Regions from separate parts of the Arachis hypogaea genome. Here region 2 is linked to region 1. A link is a contact called in public Hi-C data. All regions are on one chromosome and are shown on one strand. Each heading gives the region's core, a stretch centred on a gene start, on an enhancer-like site or on the middle of the called end of the contact. The rest is flanking DNA. Distances are from core to core; before and after follow the strand shown. Region 1 has its middle 15 kb from the start of LOC140178771. Region 2 has its middle 15 kb from the start of LOC112744493.

Region 1 (5,655 bases), core at 1,936-4,435:
ATACTAAGAGTTTGTTTGGGTGAGCTTCTAAGAAAAGATCTTTTTTCGAATTATCTTTTTTTAAAAAATCTTATGGAAAAGTAAAAGTAATTTTATGTTTGGGTATCTCATGTAAAAAGATCTTTTTATCTAACAATTATGTTTGGGTATAACAATATAAAAGTATTTTTTTGTTTATTTATTACATGAAAAATATCTTTTTTTAAGAGAAAAAGATCTTTTAAAAAAAGATGTAAATTACAGCTTCTCAAAAAAGATTTTTTTTTAGTGCTTTTACTTTTATTACTAGAAATTTGCCAAACACACTAAAAAAAATTTTTTTTTATTGAAAAAAATATCTTTTTTTATCAAAATAATGACGCTCAAACAAACAATAAAATTGAAAACACAAACCAATTAATACTTTTTAAAAGTTGCATATAAATTTTCAACTCGTCTACACTAAATTATGCTCAAATGTACTTTAAAATTTTCTACAAGCTAAGCTACCCTGCTATGAATCCACAGAATTATTATTAATAAAGGATACAGAAATTTACTTTATATATGCATTGTAACCTTAATTTCTTTTGTACAAAAAAAGATAAGCAGGGGAACAAAATGCGAAAGGACCAGTTATTGCAGACCAAATAATGGACCACACAATTATTTACAGCATAAAGATTATGAGGGGTGTACGTACACTTGCTAGCTATTATGGTGGTCCATTATTTATTTATATTACACATATTTTCTTTTAGGCCTTATCTCTAACAATCTCTCCATCTTTATTAATTTATAATATTCTTATCAACTCTTCTTTTTCACCTCTGCCTTCTTTGTTCTTTACTAAATGCTGGCCACACTTGCAAATATTACTGATAGGGATTGGAATTATTATTCTTCTGCTCATAATACACAATATAGAATATATTGTTTACACATGCAACTTTTTATGGTGACCTTTACTTAAAAAAAAAAGGGGAAGATAAATAGAAGATAACTCTAGACATGCATGCAAATCTATTAAACTAAATGGGAATTTTAATTTTTTGAAAAGGAACATCTTTGGTGACCACTTAATCAAATTAAAAGTACTTCATTTTAACTCACTCACTACAATAAAAAATTCTTATATTTTTTTTCATAATATTTTTTAATCTGATAAATTAAAAATTAATCTGTTGTAGATCCAGATTTTATTGAAGGATCTGACAGGCCAATAAATCGTTACATAAAATAAGATAAGATTCGAATCATTGGACTAATCCAAGTTTGGTTAAAGGTTTTTATATTATTTTAATATTTTATTTAAAACTACTATTCTATTTAGTTCATGTCTACCAAAAATTCTATTTTGTTCAAAATATTAGTTCTTGGTTTTGCATAGATTTTTTTTGGTCTCAACACAATATACTTTTGTCAGATACAACCATGGTGAAACAAACTTCTATTTTTTTTTAAGATTGGGCTTGCCTTACATCTGCTCACAAAGCCCACTTTTCTCTCTTAAGGTAACGGTAACATTAATTTTTTTTAATGTACCAAAAATAAAATATGACAATTAATTTAAAGCAGAGATTGTACAATGAAACCAAAAATTTAAATAGGTAAAAATTTATATATAACTATTTTTATATATCATCTAATAATATTTAGCTATTAATTTTATATAAAAATATAAATTTTAACCATGTAAACATTAAGAATCTAACTTCTTTTAGGGAGACTAAGATTTACATCTATTAAATAATTAAGATAGTATTCATAATCAACGGACTATAACTCAATTAGAATAGTCCTTCCTCGTCTAGAAGACTTACTCTTAATTTAAAAAAAAAATATATTCATAAAATATTTGTAAGATTATTCGTTAAAGTGGCTCTCCTTTTAATAGTGAGAATCAACTCATATACGTTATTATTAACTACACATGACGGATCCAAAAATTTGATAGTGGAGGACCGAAAATTAAAATATTATATAATTAAATATAGTATTCTATATTTAGTAATATATATCATCATAATTATTATTTTTTTATTAAAAAATATTAAAAAGTATTTGTTATATAAAAAAAGTTATCTTAGTTCTTATATTTTTTTTTTATTTTAGATTCGATAAAATATAAAAATTATCTATTTTTTAATTAGTTTACTTTATTGAGTATTATTGTGTAAGTAAGTTATATTTTTGTACTTCATATCATAAAAAAATATGCTATAAAATAATATAAATAAGTTCTAATAATTTTATTATATGCATTTAAAATGTATTCATGAATAAAATATATAAAATATAATCGTTTTAATGAATCACTTAATATGTTATAATTTAATATCATAAGAAAAATAAATAAATTTTAAATAATTTACTTTCAAGTATGTACTATAATAAATATATATATAATGATTTTTTTAGTTATAAATATTAAAATATTTTTATATGATAATAGGTGTGAAAATTTAAAAAAATTAAAAATTTAAAATTTAAATTTTAAAGATTTAAAAATTTGTTTAATCAAAAATTGATTAATAATAATATATTCTTTAATTTAAGAATTATTACTTATTTTTGAGTTTAATAATTTAATTATTTATATAAGATAATTATTTATTCTATCTTTAAATAAAAGTAAAATTATATAATATATAATAATTTTATATATTTAAAATTATTAATTTTTGTTCAAAAAAATTGGGGAGTCAAGGCCTATACCTGCCTCCCTTAGATTCGTCCCTACATGTTATGAAATTTGATCAAGGCTGAGAAAATTAATATTTTACGTAAAATTAAAAGAATAAATTATATATATAAATATAAAATAATAACAAAATGTAAATTATAAAATCGTCTCACTTAATAAAAATTTTCTAAAATCGGTTAATTCATTTAAAACTATAATATTTTTAAGAGATAAATCTATATTTTAGCTATAAATTGACTAAACTAACCCTAAACACAACTACTCTACCTTGTGGATATTAGCATTTTACAGAGGTAGTTGATTATGTAACAAACAATAAATTAAATTGAATTGGTACAACAAATCCCCCAGCCACTCAACAGATCCACAATAAATTAATTAAAACAAATTAAATTAAGTTGCAACTAAAATCTGGAACATGCATGATACATAGTATGGTGTAGTCATATGTTTAGGGTTTAGCCCAACAGACAAAAAAGGACAGACAAGATTTTAATTGAAGGTGCTTAATTATGTTTTGAATAGTGGGGTGAACACATAATAAAGACAATGGCTAGTTGAATAGGGTGGAGGAACATATACTTAGTGGCATGTGAATCAGAGGAAAAAGAAACTTTTTATCTTAGCCAAATAAGGAAAACCATAATGGCTCCTGTTCTTATTCACATGCTAATATTTATGATTTATCCCATAGAAAGATTCTTTGCTACTTAGTTTGTTCACAATGTGTATACATATCAATCTCAAAATTTCGTTTTACAATCAATCAATAGGATTTGGATCTTCTAAAGTTTGAATTTCACTTTAGAGAATCCAAATCCCATTGATTAATTGTAAAACAAGTTCTCAGATTGATATGCATACACATTGTGAGCAAACTAAGTAGCAAAGAATTTTTCAATGTGGCACAAAATTTTTTAATACCTAAAAAATATTTCTTCTAATTTTCATATGTTAGTAAAATTGTAGAAGATATTTTTTACAATTTTCTAAAAGTATAAGAGTAATTTACTCTTATACTTTTAGAAAATTGAAGATATAAATTCTAGACTATAGAATTATATAAATTATTTATAAAAGATGTATTTACAAGATTTTAAACTCTAGACACTACTTAAATTGTATAAATTAAAGATGCTTACTGCTCAAACCAACTTTTTGTTAGTGGAGTTATGGATATTCACTTCTGATTTGATTTGAATTTGATTTAACTTTTTTTTTTTTGTCATTTTGAGGCAATTGTTACAATATCCTCCAAACAATGCACAATAAAATTATTTTGAACACTTTTAACACATAGAATAATCGCCTATTTAATCAATTAAATAGATAAATAAAATTTTTGAATAAGAATAATTTTTTAGAACATGCATTAAATCATTAAATATACTATAGAATTACGCAAGTATTTCCCAAGTTTATAGTTCTATGAGAATAATTAAATATGATTGAATGAGTTAATTATCTAGAGTTTTTTTTTTTTTTTGGTGACTAATTATCTAGAGTTTAATTCAAACACCGTACTATAAATTCATAAAAATATGCAATATATATATATATATATTTCACGTGTTAAATGTGTCGATAATTAAGCTTATTATGCGATAATACATCACAAAAATGGTTCTTGTTTTTTTAGTCTGATCCAAAACTTTTTATCACCTAATTTGGGAAAAGTATGGAAGTACTTACTTTCGTTTTTGGTAATGAGTTTTTCTTTTTATTTTTGGTATTTGAATTTTCCTTTAGTTTTAATACTACAAAAATTTTCCAAGCCCAATTATGAAAAATACATTGAAGCCCAATTACTAAAGCATTTCACTTAGCAGTGCAGATTAAGTAGATGTTGATAATTCCACCCGTTACAGAAAAAATTTTGACCCAATGATACCAACCCAGCCCAGAATAATTTTTTTTCCTTAGAACAGCCTAATGTAATATATGTCTAAGGGGTCGGGCAGCAGAGGGGGTAGGGTCGGGCACTAAGGGGTCGGGTCATGGGGGTGTTTCATGTTCTGGTTGTCTGGCCGGGTCAGTTCTCTGGCCCATGGTCATGACAAAAAAAAAAAAAAAAGAATGTTCAATAGATAGGGTAAAAAATAAAAATGTTACTACACCTTCTACTATATTTGTGTCTATTAGTAGTTTAATTCATCAGCATATTCCAAAACATTATATGGTAGAAAGAAATCTAAGAAGGTTTTACTTTTTAAACACTAAAGTGGCGCATTCTAATAATTAAAATTATGTTTAATTATTTTGTTCGTCTGTATTATTTTACTAAATTTTTAATTAAATTTTTATATTTTTTTAATTGAATTTTTATATTATTTTTAATTTTATAACTACTTTTGTTTACGTCAAAAATATTAAAATTAATAGAATATTTTTTTTAAATACATGTAGTAAAAAAATTAATTTAATTTTTAATTATAAATATTTAATTTGTAAAAAAATATTCAATTAATTCTAATATTTTTTATATTAAAAAATATCTAATTATAAAATTAAAAAAAATATAAAAACTTAATTGTAAAATTGGTAAAATTATAACTATCAACAAAATAATTAAACCTTAAAATGATATAGTATGACGATATTTGTTGAGATATCAAGCATATGGAGATAAAGTTTTAAATCAGTGAAAAATAAATTAAGTAAAAAATATGTAAAATATAAACCTTATAAACGCGCACGTACCTTGATATTTTAGATTAAGATATATGTGATATTTTATCCACTGTTATCGTTGTTCTCTTTGATAAGTTTGAAAAATTTTAAATTAAATTGACGATGATCATACATTATTAAAATAATTAATTATAAATTATTAATTTAATCTTTCAATTAATATTTGTTAATTAATAATTTTGTTATGTGTAAATTTTAACTTGGGCCGAAAAATAGCAAGCCCAATGAAAAGTGAATTTTTAGTCTTGTGCAAATATATTTAAATTTATTGGCTGAAT
Region 2 (5,409 bases), core at 176-2,675, 37 kb before region 1:
CTAACTTTAACGTATTAATATTTCATTTCTACTGCTGGATCATGCGTATACTTAATTTTTGTCTATGCAAATATCACATTTAATTTAATTGGCAATGAGTTATAACTCAAATGGCATAATCTCTCCATATTCAATTAAGAGGTTGCGAGTTCGAATTTTCTATCTTTGGCAAAAAAAATATCAAATTTAATTTTGATGCACTGTACGTATAAAATAATTTTACACGTATATTTAATTAAGTAACGTCACATCAGTAAAAATTACTTGTTAAAAAAAATTTGAGAATATAAAGTGTAATCTTTAACCCTTCATTATTCTCTTTCGCATATTTATTCTTGATCTCACTTATAAAACTAATGGTGAGAGATCACACTTTACTCTCTCAATTATTAAAAAAAAAATGAGAGGATCAATTCCCCGTGATAACTACTAAACAAGTCTTCCATAAATTAATTAAACCTTTTTTTGGTTCACTTGCCAACTAAACCTCATGCACTCCTTAAAAAGACACCATTATTGGACTTTCGTTTATGGGCTTGATTAATAGCTCCTATAATATACAATGATACTTTGAAAAAAAAAAGCCCATCATGTTGGAAGGTGAGAAGCCCAGTGGACCGGGACTTGATAGTGTCTTCGTCAACACTTTTTTTCATTTGGTTTGTATATGAAAATGATACACTAATTTTTTTCTTTTGTATACAAACGGGGATTACAGATAAAAAACTAACCGAGGTAAGGTAGGGCTTCTATGGTCATCAACTAAAAATAAAATGGATCTAAGATTGTAGTGGGGTACATCAATGAAATTAAAAGCAGGCTCTCACTTTATATAATGCATATATAGTTTCATTTATCTTAATCATTGAGTCTATTTTATAAATTGTTATAAAGAATCTAGGACTTCATAAGTGTACGGACCTGAAAAAAATAAAAGGTAATATCTTGTGTTCAAACCAAAAAGTTCTCACCAGGAGACCTATCTCACAATTTTAAGTCGCATATTATTTTTTAATAGATTATTTTTTCAGATAGATTAGACAACTTTTAACTTTAGACATTATAATATCACAAATTCACCCATACTGCCAATGATGTTTGAACTCTGAAAATTCGGTTTTAAGGGAAAAGAAATTTTTTTTCTCACGGTATCCCCCAATTTGGTAGGTTAAGAATTAATTCGTCGTAGATTTGAGCTCCATTTAAGGGTTTGTGCCGGCTAATGAATTACTGTATGTACAAAACGAGATTCGAACCTCTCACACTTGATTAAGCGGATTTGTGAACTAACTACTAGACCATAGACCAACCCAACTTGGTCAGAGAAAAGAAACATAAAAAGGCTGGTCATTGAACTGGGCGTTTTCAGCACTTTACCTAATGAATAATGGGCCACCTATACACTGTGTTGTTTCATTTTGGGCTTAATTGGGCCAACTACCATGCATATTGTACACGTTTTGCTCAGTTTCACCCATTGTAGTTGGGTTGGGGCCCAGCAGTGATCAATGTGTAACTCATTTTCATGACAAAAATTGAAATAATAAAAAAAAAACTCACTACACATGTATCCTTTATGTAAACACCATTTTGATATCAGTATTTTTTTAACAACATATATTTTTTGTTTAATTAATTAAAAAAATAATTTAAATACATAATTATTTAATAATAACTGTATTTTCATACAAATATATATATCAAAAGTGCTTGGTGTATATAAAGAGTATTATTGATGAAAAACAAATATATAGAATCTAATTGTGTGCTTTTTCATTTTCCATCAATCTCCATTGATGACTCTGACTCATGATGAATATGGAGAAACATACCATTCTGAATTTAATATGTAACCAATTCAAGCAATTTTTCCAGTTCTGGACACTATGCCTTATCCTAGGAGTTGGACTTGGACCAAAATATTAAAGCATTCTTCATCAAAAACACAAACACACTAGTTTGGAATTTTTACTTTATGCTGTTGATGGGAACCAAATGCTAGCTAATTTCAATAACCTTGATTTTAGAAATTAAAACTAGCAACCTTCATTAAATAAAATCTACATTTATATACTGTACTTGTATAAGGTAATTTTTCTATTATATATTGAAAGTGCATACATAGACTTAGTGCTGAAATTAGAGGATCCCAAGAAAGGTATGATGAGTTATCAATGCATTGATTATTAGAAGGTGGTGCATGTGTTCTACTTGATCAAATAATTCAGGTGGTTAAGACATAACAATCAAAATATTGCTAATGCATATATAACATATATATAGCATCTCCTAATGAGTAACCTTTGTATTAATGATGGGAAACAAGAGAACAAAATTGCCAGTTGTGGAATTGACATTACATTATTTATTTATTATAATTATTATGTATATTATATGTTATTAATCAATTTTGATTAAATTGATTGAAAAATGAAAACCTTTCTCTAGAGATTGAAATTTGAAACTGTGGTATTTGTTTTCACAAACGGATGCAGTGGCCAAAAGAGGCATGTAGGGCCAGTCAAAAGGAGCACTTGTTTGTTAAATAAATAAATAAATAATGGTTTGTTCATCTCATCACTAATATAGCTGTAATATGTGAAGCACAATTTTCATATTGAGCTGGTTTTAACTCCAACTTTCTGAAACTTGCTCAGTATGAAAGGGACTATTAGGTAGAAATGTCAGAGGGCATATTATTAATAAGGATGGTTTATTGTGTATGTTACAACTTTGAATTGACATCATAGGGCCACCAATCCCATACTTATTAATTAGGGTTACTTCATACTTCATTATGTTTGTTTTTAATATATGGATTTAATTAATCAAGCACAAATTTCACTCAAGTCCCCTTAATTATTCCTATTTCATAATGAAATACTCTTGTCATTCTTTATTTTGGTTGGAAATTTTTTATAATTAAATGTTACACAATAATAGATTCCACACATATATCATAGTTCAATTAAGAAGTTAATTTTTAAAAAATGAATACCAACTAATTTTTTATATTATATACTCTTTTATCTCAAATATTGAACTCTAAATTTTAAATCTTAAATTCTTCAAAAACATAAGAGTTTAAAAAATAATATTATAATAAAAAAATAATTAATATTAATTAATCAAAAGTTAACTCCTTATATAAAACAGAAATAAGCCAAAGCAGGAGAGAAATTACATGCAGCCAAACTGAAAATCGCTTCACGAATCAGCTAAAGCACATTACTATGTAATTCGAACTAGCTGGATTCGAATTATGTTAACACATAAATCGAACCAACCAAATTCGAATTATGAAAGAACACGTGATGAACATAATTCGAACATAGATGGTTCGAACTACCAATGAGCATAATTCGAACTAGACTTGTTCGAATTACACCCTTGAACGCTTCCCCAAGTAATTCGAACCTAGTTGGTTCGAATTACTCAAAATTTGACTCAAATAGTAATTCGAGTAAAGTTGATTCGATACATGAACCAGATTTACTTTTGGCGAATTTGTGTAAATAATTAATCACCATGACTTATTAACGTTTTTTGCCCTTTAAATAATATTACAATTTTTTTTTTTTAAGAACACAGAGAAAATTTGTTGGCATAATCAATGTGGTGGAAAAGTGATCAGAAGATGCCAAAAAAGTGAACCTTAATTAATTAGAATCTAACGAGCTAGCTGAGTTGTGACTAGAAATTAAAGAATTGGATTTAGTTGGGTTAAAAGGGAAATTAAAGGTTATATAAAAAGATTAGTTAGCTAGGTAGCTAGTTGCCAGAAGTAGAAAAATGGGTTCACCAAAATGGAACAGTGCTGGGGTATAGGCAAAGATAGAAGATTGGGATAGCTGTTAATGATTTTGTAAGAAAGTGGGACATTGCACATGATCATGATGATAATCATAATAATAGAGAGATAAAAACTTGCAGTGTAATTCAAAGCAGAAAGAGATAAGATTGGCAAAACTTGACACATTATTTTTAGTAAAGAGAGACACCTGCTTTCCTGATAATTATTTATTGTGCATTCCACATCTAATTGGATTTTTTTTATAAATAAATAATTTAATTATTTTATTTATTGAAATATGTAATTTATAGCGTATTTATTCATTTAAATTACATTGATTTATCTCATTTACAGTATAAATAAAATAATTATAAATATATCTTATTTATATTGTAAAAGTATATACATTATTTTTGAATAAAATTTCTAAATTATTTTGATTAAATTGATTGAAAAATGAAAATCTTTCTCTAGAAATTGAAATTTGAAACCGTAATATTTGTTTTCACAAACCGTTCAAAAATAATGTATATAATTTTACAGTGTAAACGAGATACATTTATAATTATTTTATTTATGTAATAAATAAAATAGATCAATGTATTATAAATTGATAAATATGCTATAAATTACATATTTTGATAAATAAAATAATTAAATTATTTATTTATAAAAAGAATCCCATCTAATTAATGGTTTTTTTATTTAATTTATATAAAAAAAGAGGAAAATAAACTGAAATTAATTGGTACATTACTTTGGATCCTTTGACCAAGACTGCACTGATTTTTTTTTTTTTTTTGGTGAACCACACTTTAGAAACCTACTACTAATTAATTAAGGTATTGTGAACTGAAATTCTTAAATAAAAAAATTCAAATATAATTAAAAGAGAGAAGCAAGCTATTTGAATACACAAATATATGTGGAGAATGACCCTTCACTGAGCATGTAATTAAATGTTAGTGGGTACTATGTGAATTGTGATGCATGAAATACTTAAAAAGGGTTATGATGATTTCATTACATCTCTCTCCCAAAGACCACCATGTGGAATTATATATGATCTATCAGTGTATGTACATATATATTCACCATAGATTATTTTTTATTTTTGTATTTACTATTTTCTTCTTCTTTTTTTTTTTTGTCACCAAAGGATACATCAATATATAAATGTGTTTATGATTAAGATAGACTTTCTTTTATGAATTTAGCAATTAATTATTCTTCATTAATTTAATTAATAAAAAAATAATATATAGATATTACAAACAAACAATGAATACACTACTAAAAAAATTATTTTTAATGGATATTTATTTTATTTTTAACAATAATAAAAATAATCAATAATATATTTAACGGTAATTAAATATTAACTGTCTTATGTTTTATCATTAAAAGACTTTTGTGATAATTATATAATTTTTAATAAAAATTTTAATGATCATAAAAATATATAATTATTATTATAATATGTAATAATAATAACAAATAGATATAATTATTGTTAAAAATATTAGTTAAATAAAATATATATTAACTATTATGTTATTACTACTAAAAAATAATTTTTATTGTAGTGATTTATAATGTTGCCAAATCTCATGAGA

Evidence for each region. A called contact is a pair of places that touch in the nucleus more often than the background predicts.
Region 2: a Hi-C map of an unstated tissue shows a contact between it and region 1, with 3 times the contacts expected there. The contact joins two enhancer-like sites. A contact is called at or near these places in 4 of 8 Hi-C or Micro-C datasets (leaf and an unstated tissue).

What each region holds. Positions count from the first base shown.
Region 1 is chr14:137,429,716-137,435,370 of arahy.Tifrunner.gnm2.J5K5, reverse strand. No RefSeq gene overlaps it. Among protein-coding and RNA genes, the nearest start is that of LOC140178771, 15 kb to the right of the region's middle. Within about 2 kb of position 3,185, at least 2 of the 3 cell types and tissues checked have open chromatin away from gene starts, as enhancers often do.
Region 2 is chr14:137,465,052-137,470,460 of arahy.Tifrunner.gnm2.J5K5, reverse strand. No RefSeq gene overlaps it. Among protein-coding and RNA genes, the nearest start is that of LOC112744493, 15 kb to the left of the region's middle. Within about 2 kb of position 1,425, at least 3 of the 3 cell types and tissues checked have open chromatin away from gene starts, as enhancers often do.